2 separate regions of the Cricetulus griseus genome follow, and region 1 is linked to region 2. A link is a contact called in public Hi-C data. All regions are on one chromosome and are shown on one strand. The core of a region is the stretch at or near the end of the contact, and the rest is flanking DNA. Distances in the headings are between cores, read along the strand shown.

Region 1 (5,036 bases), core at 392-2,891, 88 kb after region 2:
ATGTGGCAGGTCTAAAGTAATGAGTACAACCAACCCCAGAAACTGTTAATATAGCCCCTTTCTGAAGACCATGAAAGAACAATTATTCACGTGGGGAAATCGATTCTCCAGTGATTCCTTCTTGCTGTGACTTTTTTGATGCTGTGGACTGTAAACCCACGGATTCCACCCTTTTTTAAATACTGTTCCACAAAATGCAGTAGAAAATCCACTTTTCCTACCTGATTCTCCACTCCTTAAAGCAAAAGCACAGATCACTTTCAGGTGGAAAGTCTGGGGATCTCCTAGATGAAATCCAGGACATAAAAACGGAACAGGATGGTGCAAATCTTTGGTAATGTAACTCCAGACCCACACTGCAAATAATAACTTTTTCGGTGATTCATAAATCGCAACCTCTACGTACAAGTTCAGAAAGGAGCTAATGAATTTGTCACATCATGTGGGAAACTGTGGTGGTGCTTCTGGCAATGCACAAAAAAACACGTTTAGGAACCCACCCACGTTTCGCTCTATTCGGGGTCTGTGTACTTCAACCCCACACTGCGGCGTCTGCTCTATTAAAGTAAAACAAATGACAGGAAAGCTAGTGCAGCTTTTCAAGATTAACGCGGACTCTCAGCGACAAGGCTGCCATCTGGACGGACACAGGTTGGAAACCGCAAGAGTTCGTTTCTCCTCGGCGAGTAGAAAATAGAGAACATTTCAACAGCACTCTTAAAACTTTCCACCGTCACACGCCCCCTTCCCGAGCCCGGGCCCCGGGACTCCACCTAGCCCGAGGAGTAACTCTGCCAGGACTTCCGTCCTCCGGCAGGATCGAGACCCTTCCTTCCTGCCGCAGACCCCCGCCCTACCCCGCGCTCAGACCCACGGAAACGCAGCGGCCGCCGCGTCCCTTCCCCTGGCCCAGTCCCCTGGCTTCCCGGTACCAGTTCCCAGTACTCGGCCCCCAGCCCTACTCCCAGCCTGCAGCCCTTGGTCCTAGTCCCCAGTCCCCCGTTTAGAGTCTCCGGCTCCAGCCCCCAATCCCAGTCCCCACCCCTAGTCCCTAAGTCCCCAGACCCAGTACACAGCCCTTACCCCTACCCCCGCCCCTGAGTCCCCAGGCCCTAGCCCCCAGGCACAGTACCCGAACCCCCGGTCCCCAGACCCCGAGTTCCCGGTCCCCAGCTCCGGTCCGCAGCTCGGAGCCCCGGGGTCGGTCCCAGCCCCGCCTGCTGCGTCCAGCACGCCTTCCCCACGGCCACTCGGCCCCGCGCCCTGTCCGCTCGCTCTAGAGCAGGGCCGCGGGCGGCGCCTCGAAGGCGGGGACCCGCCGCCCGGGCCGCGCTGCCGCCGCACCTACCATGGTACAGATGGAGGCGAATTTGGAGACTGTCATTAGGATTTCCATCCGCCCGGCGCCATCTTCCAGACAGTCGCGGCGGGCGGGGGACGCGGGGAGCCGGGCCGCCCGCTCGCTCCGCAGCCCGCAGCCGCACCCGGAGCCGCCGTGGACCCACGCTTCTAGCCTGCTGGGCCGCCGCTGCCGTCGTCGCCGCGGGCACTCAGGCTTCCTCCGGCCCAGCCCCCGCCCGCCCGCCGGCCCGCCCGCCCCCGGCTCCGCCCCGGCGCACGGCGCAGCCGCCGCCTCGGGGCCCGCGCCTGCCCGGGAAGCCGCTCGCCGCACACCCCGCCCAGCGCGCTGGGGAGCGAGCTCCGCGCAAGGCCCTTCCGCCCGGCCGACCTGGCAGCGTCGTGCCGCCCCGCCCACTCTGCCGCCGTCACGCCCACCGCAGCTGTGCCACGCCCATGATGCCCCGCCCTCCCTCGAGGGAGCGCGCTTTGAGGGAGACGGCTCCACCCAGTGCGTGTCGGGGGCGGGGCGAGACGGGGGCCGCGTCCTACTTGCTTCTGGGTCCTAGCGCGGGCACGCAGTCGCCACCCTAACTACGAGAGCGTGTCTTGGGGAAAAGCGCGATGCTTTTTGCCCTGCGGCGTCAGTGACCGTAAGCAGCCTTCGGAGCGACTGACCCACAGCTCTAAAGGACAGCTAGCGCCACTGTTGAGACAGAAAACTGAGGCTATGCCTGGGAAACTGTGGATGAGTTGGAGAGCAACCCCTCCAAAGCGTCCCAAGCACTTGGTGTTTTTCTGAGCCAAACTCCCTTCTTAGAGACTAATTAGGTAAAAAGACAAACAAGTATGCCTATTAGCTCTTTGAATTAACAGTAGTGGGGGAGGAGAGGAAGGGGAGCCAATCCTGCTTGACAGTGGGATATCAACTCGGAATTTTTGAAGGAGGGGTGTTGATGTCCGAAGAAGGAAGCTGCAGCCAGAGTGTGAGGAGCACATGCGCAGTGTTAGCTAGTGGACGGACCCCGCAGAAAATTCATAAGATCAATCGCTACATTAGAAAGCCTGTGGTTTGTTTTGATTGGCGATCTGAGGGTAGGAACCTTTTCTTCCTCCCACAGCACCCCCACTTGTCTGTGGAACTTAGGGCCTGAATTCAGACAAAGCTCTAAAACCTGGTAAGCCTCACTTTATACAAAGCATTAAAGAAACAAAGAATTCGAACAAAATTTAGTCGAGAAATGGATTTCTGGTACATGAATGCTGTTTCCATAGCAATTCCATTGTAAGCGTCGGGGGGGAGGGGACACCACCGAGTACTGCTAAGCTCCCCTGGCAGCTGCCTCTCTCCAGGTGCCTACCTGCATACAGGAGGAGTCTCCCTCTTTAATATAGATACCATACCATGCCAGGGGCTTGGACTCTGGTTGACACCAGTCAAGTCTATGCAGTGTCTGCTTGCTTGGCTTTCGAGCATGGGCCTACAACATCTATGTTTTAAAGGTCAGGGTGGAGGCTGAACATATGGCTTAATTGGTAACGTGCTGTGTGGGGTGTAGGCGTTCCTGGGTTTCATCTCAGCACTTCATAAACCCTGGTATGGTAAGGTCATCCTCAGCTATGTAGCGAATTCAAGGCCAGCCTGAACCACTTGAGTCCTTTTCTCAGAACATAAATGATCATGACATACACCTGTAACCCCAACACAAGAGACAGAGAAAAATGGGTCTCTGTGAGTTCAAGACCTACCTGGTCTACATAGCGAGTCTACAGGCCAGCCAGAACTACATAGGGAGACCCTGCCTCAAAAATAAATAAAAAAGAATAAGTAATACATGTATGAAACTGTCAAAAATAAATTAGTAAAAATCAACAATTAATTAAATGGTGAGCAAATAAAATCCTCAAGTTCAGTTTGCTGCTTCAGATTTCCTATCATACACCATGTAGTCTGTTGGATGCATTGTCTTTTAAAGATTTATTTTTATTTGATGTGTATGAGCATGGTTTTGTTTTTGGTGCTCACGTGCATGCAGTACCCATGAAGGCCAAAAGAGGGCTTCAGATCCCCTGAAACTGGAGTTATAGGTGGTTGTGAGTGACCACGTGGTGCTGGGAACCATACCCAGGTCCTCTGCAAGAGCAGAAATTGCTCTTTACACAACCTCTGTCTCTGGGATCTGTGGTCCTCTCTATCTCTCCCTCTTGACAGTTGAATGAATCAACCTCCTTGGTTGCATTTATTAATATGGTCTAGCTGTACAACTAGTAGGTGTCAATCAAAATAGTGATAGTCTTAAATAGAATCAGTGTTAGGAAAGGAACCCAGGATCATATTAAGGCTAGGTAAGTGCTGTACCACTGAGTTAACACCCCAGTGCAATGATTCAAGACTCACTTCTAATCCGGCAAATAAAGTTGAGCTAACCATACAATGGATATAGGTCTTATGGAGGCTGGCTCAAGATGACATATAAACCATAGCTATGAAACATATATATATATGTTTCTGTCACAGACACTAGGGAAAGGCTCTTCAGCTGAGCCCTGGTGCTTGGCAGGCATTACCTCCTTATCCCTGCAGGTACTTCCCTAAGCTCAGAAACACTCCATATCCACTATCCTCACCCCACACCCCAACACCCTCACCACACACACACACACACACACACACACACACACACACACACACACCTCACCCCACACCCCACCCCATCCCTGACATCCACTCCAGTCATGCTGAGCAGAATACAGAAGCAACTGCCTGCAAAATACTATCCGTGTGAAAGCAGCTATTTGGCAACCTGGTCCAGGGTGCATCGTCTAGAAACTTCTGTTTGTGACACCACATCTTCTGCCCAGATGTTCCTGATGGTCGAGTTCACCACCACAGTGAGTGGTGAAGACATCCCAGTCAACAGATGGTGCTGTGTGCCCGTGTCCTAGTGGTCACCCTGAGAGATCTCCTGCTTCTGCCCTTCCCCCTTCTCCATCCACACCAGTGTGCTGTTGCCACCCTGCTGCAGAGCATATTGTCACATCCAGCAGCTGCCTTAACCTGTGACCTCTGGAACCTTGTTTCCCTCTTCCCCAACCTGTCCCTCATCTTCCCCGTGCCCTTTTGATGTTTCTCCATGGAGTCTGAGGGCTTTACTGGATCCAGAAAGGATGTCCTGTGCCAAGTCTGTTGATGGTGATGTTGGTACTCCTCATTGCTCTTCATCAGCCACAGTGGACAGCAACAAGGCCAGCAGCGACTCTCCCTGTGACTGCTGGGGGACATTCCTCCTCTGCCTCTGTTCCTGCATTTCCTTCCTTGAGGTCCTGTGGCTCCTGGTGTATACCCCACTAGGTCTCACCTCCATGCTCCTGAGCACTGAGAAACTGCTGGTCAAGGCTATTAGAAGAGCTGAACTGCTCCACCTCTGAAAGGGCAGTTCTGACCCTGGATATCTACAATCCCTCCTGCTGCCAGCTACCTTCCACACAGGGCTGCTGCTTCACAGATAGACCCTGGTTCTGCAGACCTGGAGGGTCCTGCTGGAGACCCAGAAGAAGGCCCAGCCACAGGACATGAGCAGCCCTCCAGCCCTGCTGTGTTTGCTGGCACTTTCTTGTGACCATCCATGCCAGGAGCTGCTCATCAGTTTGTGCGTGTGGGTGTCTCCTTGGACACTGACCCTGCCAAGTGGTTTGCA
Region 2 (5,273 bases), core at 2,153-4,652:
TTAAATTGCCTTTCTGAATGGAGTGGGCTGTCTTCTCTCTCTGGTTCTTTGCTGGCCATCAAAACGTAAAAGTGTGTACACAGGGGCTGGGAGGAGGGTAAGTGCCGAAGATGTGAGCCTGGTTATTGCCTAAGGGCGAGACAACAGGCAACTTTTACTTTTACCTTAGTGTCTGTTTCATTTGACACAGTGTTTCGTTACCTTGGTGTCTATTTCATTTGACACGCTGTTTTATCCTTTAGTACTGCCCCACGAGCCATCACCTTTTAGCCTTTGGTTTACTGGGTGGGTGGAGAAAACAGCCAAGGCAGTCAGCAGTCACCACTGCGCCCCCCTCCAACCCATTGTTAGATGATTTCTCAGTTCAGAGGCGTCCTTGGCGTTCTAGGAAAGAACCCAAGCCTCATATGTACAGGACCAGGAGAAATGCTTGTGTAGGCACGGGACCAGATTTGAACACAATTGTACACACTTGAATTTCCTGAATGAAAACTGTGAGTATCTGCTGCCTCTACAGGGTTGGCTTCAGCTCTATGTCCACAAGGAAAACAAGAGCCTGAACTCAATAGTCCATTCCTCCTCATCCTCAATGCATTTGCAGATGCTGTCAGGTTGGGGTCTACCACAGTTTTAACTATTCTCTCTACTCAATCCCAACATGTGGAGTCACACAGAGTCCTTTCTAGGAAGGCATTCCAGTGACAAAAATGGCAAACTTGGCAGCCACAGTGCTGTGCAACTTATGAGATACTTTATTTTCTGAGAAGATCTTGTCTTCATTCAACTTGCTTACATTTTGTTCAGCCAAACAGTATAGTGGCACATGCCCTTAGTACAGTACTCAGGAGGCAGAGGCAGCTGGATCTCTGTAAGTTCGAGTCCAGCCTGGTCCACATAGCCAGTGTCAGACCAGGCAGAGCTTTCTCACTGAGAGAGCCAGTCTCAATAAATAAATAGACAGACAGACAGATGTGTTCAAAGGGGGGTGGGGGTGGGGCTTTAGGTTCTGAAACCCAAAGATGGGAATGAAACTGAGCAAGATAAAAGCCTGGAAGAAAAGTGACTTGGTTGAGTGTGCTTCTCGCCTCTCAAAGCTGCTAAATCAGAGTAAAAAGCATAGCGGCACACGCCTTTAATCTCAGCACTCAAGAGGCAGAGGCAGGCAGATCACCATGAGTTCAAGGCCAGCCTGGTCTACATACCAGTTCTAGTACAGCCAGGACTATGTAGAGAGACCCTGTCTTAAAAAAAAAAAAAAGTAAATAAATAATAAAGATAAACATCAATACAACCATCTATCCCAAGGTATTCTTTTCCTGTGCCTGAGAGGGTGGCAAGGGGACCTTTGGAGCCAGTGGGTACCATGTCACAGGCACAGCTGGCAGGGCAATGAGCAGCCTTGCTCTGGCAATGTATAGACTGGATTTTCCATGGTTTGTCTGATTGTATTTATTTATTTATTTATTTTGGTTTTTCAAGACAAGGTTTCTCTGTGTAGCTTTGAAGCCTGTCCTGGTCTTGTAAACCAGGCTGGCCTTGAACTCACAGAGATCAGCCTGCCTCTGCCTCCCAAGTGCTAGGATTAAAGGCATGTGCCATCAATGCCCGGCCGTCTGCTTGTTTTTATGAAAAGCATTTTCTCAAGTCTTCAACTTAACCATTGGCATCTTGTGGCGGCCTCTTCCACAGTTGTTTTTGTTTGGTGTGTGTGTGTGTTTGTGTGTGCGTGCGTGCATGCACAAGTTTGTGGAGGCAAGAGGTAAATGTGTAGTATCTTTCCCTCTTACTGAACCTCTGCTGGGGCTTGAACTCAGGTCCTCACACTTGTGCAGCAAACTTTACTGACTGAGCCATCGCCCCAGTCCCCAGCTGTCAAAGTTGCTTCTTTCCACCATCTTAAATAAAATGGCAGAGCCTAAAAGTTTCCCAGTACTGAGAGCTTGCTCAGCGCATGGAAGATAGCTGTGGAATCTAGTCTTGCAGTAGGTCCCAAAAGAGTGAAAAATACCACCAGGAAATGGCCTGATGCTGCTGGGGTAGAGAGTGGGGATGGATGGGCCACACCAGCCAGAACCTTAGCAATATCCAGGCTGGCTGGATGGCTGCATACCATGGGAGCTACTCAGACTCTGCCTGGCATTGGTGGGGTGCAACAGGGGTTTTTAAAGGTACTCTTTGGGAAAGACAAGGAAAAAAAGGATGCTGTCTACAGCAGTCCCATAAGCCCTGGTAATAGCATCAATGTTTTAAAGTTTCTAAAGATCTTCTCAGTAGCCTGTGTTCAAAGACCTACTTGGAGTCAGTCTTTCCCCTTTGCAGTCACCACACATGTGTTTTTAAGTGTGCAGAGGGGATTTTTTTTCTCTCCTTACAACTAAATGCACTCGCTACTATGTGTGCCGTGAGAGAAGGTGACTCTTAGATTAAATAAGGGACCCTGCAGGCCAACGGGAAGACTTTGGAAGTCTCACTGTGTAGCCCTAGCTGGTCTGGAACTCACTGCGTAGACCAGGATGTCCCCAAACTCAAAGAGATCCTCCTGCCTCTGCCTCTCAAGTGCTGTAGTTAAAGGCATGCATCGGGTGTGGATGCAATCAGAAGCATACTGGAAGCATCAGCAAGAATCCAGAAGCCCTTCCATAGAGTTCAAACTGACATGTACAGAGAAATGTTCTACAGAGCTCTTACCCCAGAACTGCTTTGGTGTACCTCATGGGACACTTAAAGGATTCCAAGGCTCATTTTATTTGGACATAATTCTTGCCTTTCACTCTGAGGTCAGATGCCAAGCTCTGTTCCTGCAACTGATGTGACTGCAAACACCTTTCCTATTTTGTTCTTGAGGGATGTGTGCCCCCTTCCAGCCCTGGACGGACTGCCCTTTTTGGATTTTTGTCGATTCTGTCCCCAAACACATTTGACCTAGGTCAAAGACTGCGCAGCAATATCTCCTCAACTACAGAGAAGTAAAAAGCAAAGAGAAAAATAGCTGTCGATAGGAGTCTCTCACCTTTAGATTTGAGTTTTTTTTCAACCTGTACCCTGCATGCATATTTCCAGGTCAAAAAAGTGATGTGTCATCTTACAGCTTATTAAAGGGAATGAGGAGGAGTTGGTGGTAGAGAAAGAAGAAAAGAGATGTAAAAGAAAAAGAATTCACAACACACATGAAGGCAGTAACAGGCGCCACTCAGTCTGCAGCTGGCCCAAGTTTATCTCTGACCATCCCCGGCAGTTTGAAACATTACAGTTCACTGATAACCAGAGTGACTAAGCGCTAAGGCTGCTTGAATGTCACCCTTGCAGCACCAATAAAAAACCCATAACTCCTGCCCTGGCAGAGTACTGTGGCCAGCACGCCGACGAAGGGATGGTTATATTACCCAACCACGGGTTACAAATGGCTTTGTAATCAGTATCCTCCTTACCCAACTTAGCCTGTGTGGCCCTCAAGCCAGCTTAGCCCTGGAACAGATGCAAGGCCTTCCGCTTCCTGGAAAGTGGATGTCTGAGAACTGAAAATTCCTGGAGCCAGCTTTCTCAGAGCTCAGTCATCTGCAGTCAACCCAAAGCTAATTCCTGGGTCATTTGGAATAGCACAGGGTCTGACAAGCCCCACTCCTACTGAGTGAGAGTCAAGGGGTAGTGAGAACCTTTCAAAGAATCTGAAGGGCACTGAGGCAGAGATAACACCCCCCAAACCAGAAGAGGGGACACATGCCAGCCGAGGTAGAGATTGTTGTCATTTTTAAATGATTTCTTTATTTTTTATGTGTATCAGTGTTTGCCTACATGCATGCATGTTTACCACGTGCACACAGTAGCAGAGGAATCCAGAAGAGGGCATCAGATCCCCTGGTGCTGGAGTTTCCAATGGTTGCCTGTCACCATATGGGAGCTGGAACCAAACCCAGATCTTCTGCAAGAGCAGCCAGGACTTCTAACTACTGAGCCCTCTCTCTAGCCCTGATTGTTGCTGTTTTAAAGAAAGATGACTATGAGAAAACCAAATGTGATTCATTTTTTATGTGCATATTTGTCAGTGTGAGAGTACAGATCCCCTGGAACTGTAGTTATAGTTCTGAGCTGCCATGTCGGTGCCGGGAACTGAACCTGTGTCCTCTGCAAGAGCAGCCAGTGCTCTAACCACTGAGCAATCTCTCCAGTCTCTGCAATTAATTTTTAAATTGAGATGTGTGGATAGCTGCTCCCACTGACACAGGCCCAAGGGCTCATTGAGTCCCTAAGGTCCGTCCCAGGGGCTTTGTACCACACTTCCAGCAGACGGCCAGGTGGTGATATCATTCAGTAACTAAAGAGACTTTTTATTTCTTTAAAAAGACTTTGGTATGATCTGGATGGTAAGGTTCACACATGCTAGCAAGATGTCACACACGTGTACATGTCCGTGTATACAGCAGCCAGATGACCATTGACAAAAGCATTTCCTGTCCCCTGGTGCCTCATGCCCCTTCCAAACTAAGGCCCCTTGGCCTCTCACCCCACCAGAAGTATGGTTTGAACTTCTAGCGCCGTAGATTTGTGGTATCTGCTTTTACATTTTGAATAAATGGATTCACAGACCACATTTATGTCTTGGCTTTTTAATCATACTGTCTTTGAAATGTTTGTGTATCTGCTCAATACACAAAGTGGGGACATCGTCTTTTTATATGAGGCTCAAGAATGTTGGCAGTTGTAGTAGGTTCTGGGAAACCTGTTTAGAAATGCCTTCCTTGAGTGAATTTAATCCTTGGCGAGAAACCAAGTTGGCTCTAGGGTCAAAAATAAATGGCTATGTTTAAGTCTGAAGTCATTCCAACAGATGGAGTGCCAGGACTGGATAGTGGCCGAGAGATGAGCGTGAAAGTCAGCGGCAGCTCACAGCACTGAGGGACAATTCAGTGTCAATGTCAGAGTGCCAGAGAAGGCCAGTGAAGGTTCAGGAAGGGTGGCCAGATCTGAGAATGGGGACTAACGGGGTTTTTATTGTTTTGTTTTACTTTAAAGACCATGGATCCATAAATTCTGATGCCAACTCGCAACAGCATGCAACTGCAAAATTGGCCAGTAGGTGGCAGGTTAAGACCAGTCATTCTCCACGGAGCATCCAGCCTGGCTGAGGATAAATAGACTCTCTCTGAGCCAAAAGGCAGGAGGAGTGTAAGGAGTAAGTATGGCTGGGGTGGAAGGATGCAGATCTCCACGCCACTCCAGAACCTGACCGTGCTTCAACTGTTACTTTAGCCTTTTATCTAAGATCATTGATAGGA

What was found. Hi-C and Micro-C count contacts between places; a contact is called where the count stands out from the background.
Region 1: a contact with region 2 is called in a Hi-C map of liver, with 2.4 times the contacts expected there. The contact joins the promoter of Usp12 here to the enhancer-like site in region 2. A contact is called at or near these places in 4 of 8 Hi-C or Micro-C datasets (the CHL-YN cell line, the CHO-K1 cell line, fibroblasts and 1 more).

Annotation. Positions count from the first base shown.
Region 1 is chr4:82,632,115-82,637,150 of CriGri-PICRH-1.0, forward strand. Usp12 (ubiquitin carboxyl-terminal hydrolase 12) reads right to left here and starts at 1,642. Exons shown (of 9, transcript XM_027413676.2): 1 at 1,349-1,642. The coding sequence starts at 1,396. It overlaps LOC103159184 (a long non-coding RNA gene), which reads left to right and starts at 1,908. Exons shown (of 3, transcript XR_003485039.2): 1 at 1,908-2,169.
Region 2 is chr4:82,542,834-82,548,106 of CriGri-PICRH-1.0, forward strand. No RefSeq gene overlaps it. Among named protein-coding and RNA genes, the nearest start is that of Usp12, 88 kb to the right of the region's middle. Within about 2 kb of position 3,403, at least 1 of the 6 cell types and tissues checked has open chromatin away from gene starts, as enhancers often do. A contact at or near this core is called in fibroblasts, where this site is marked.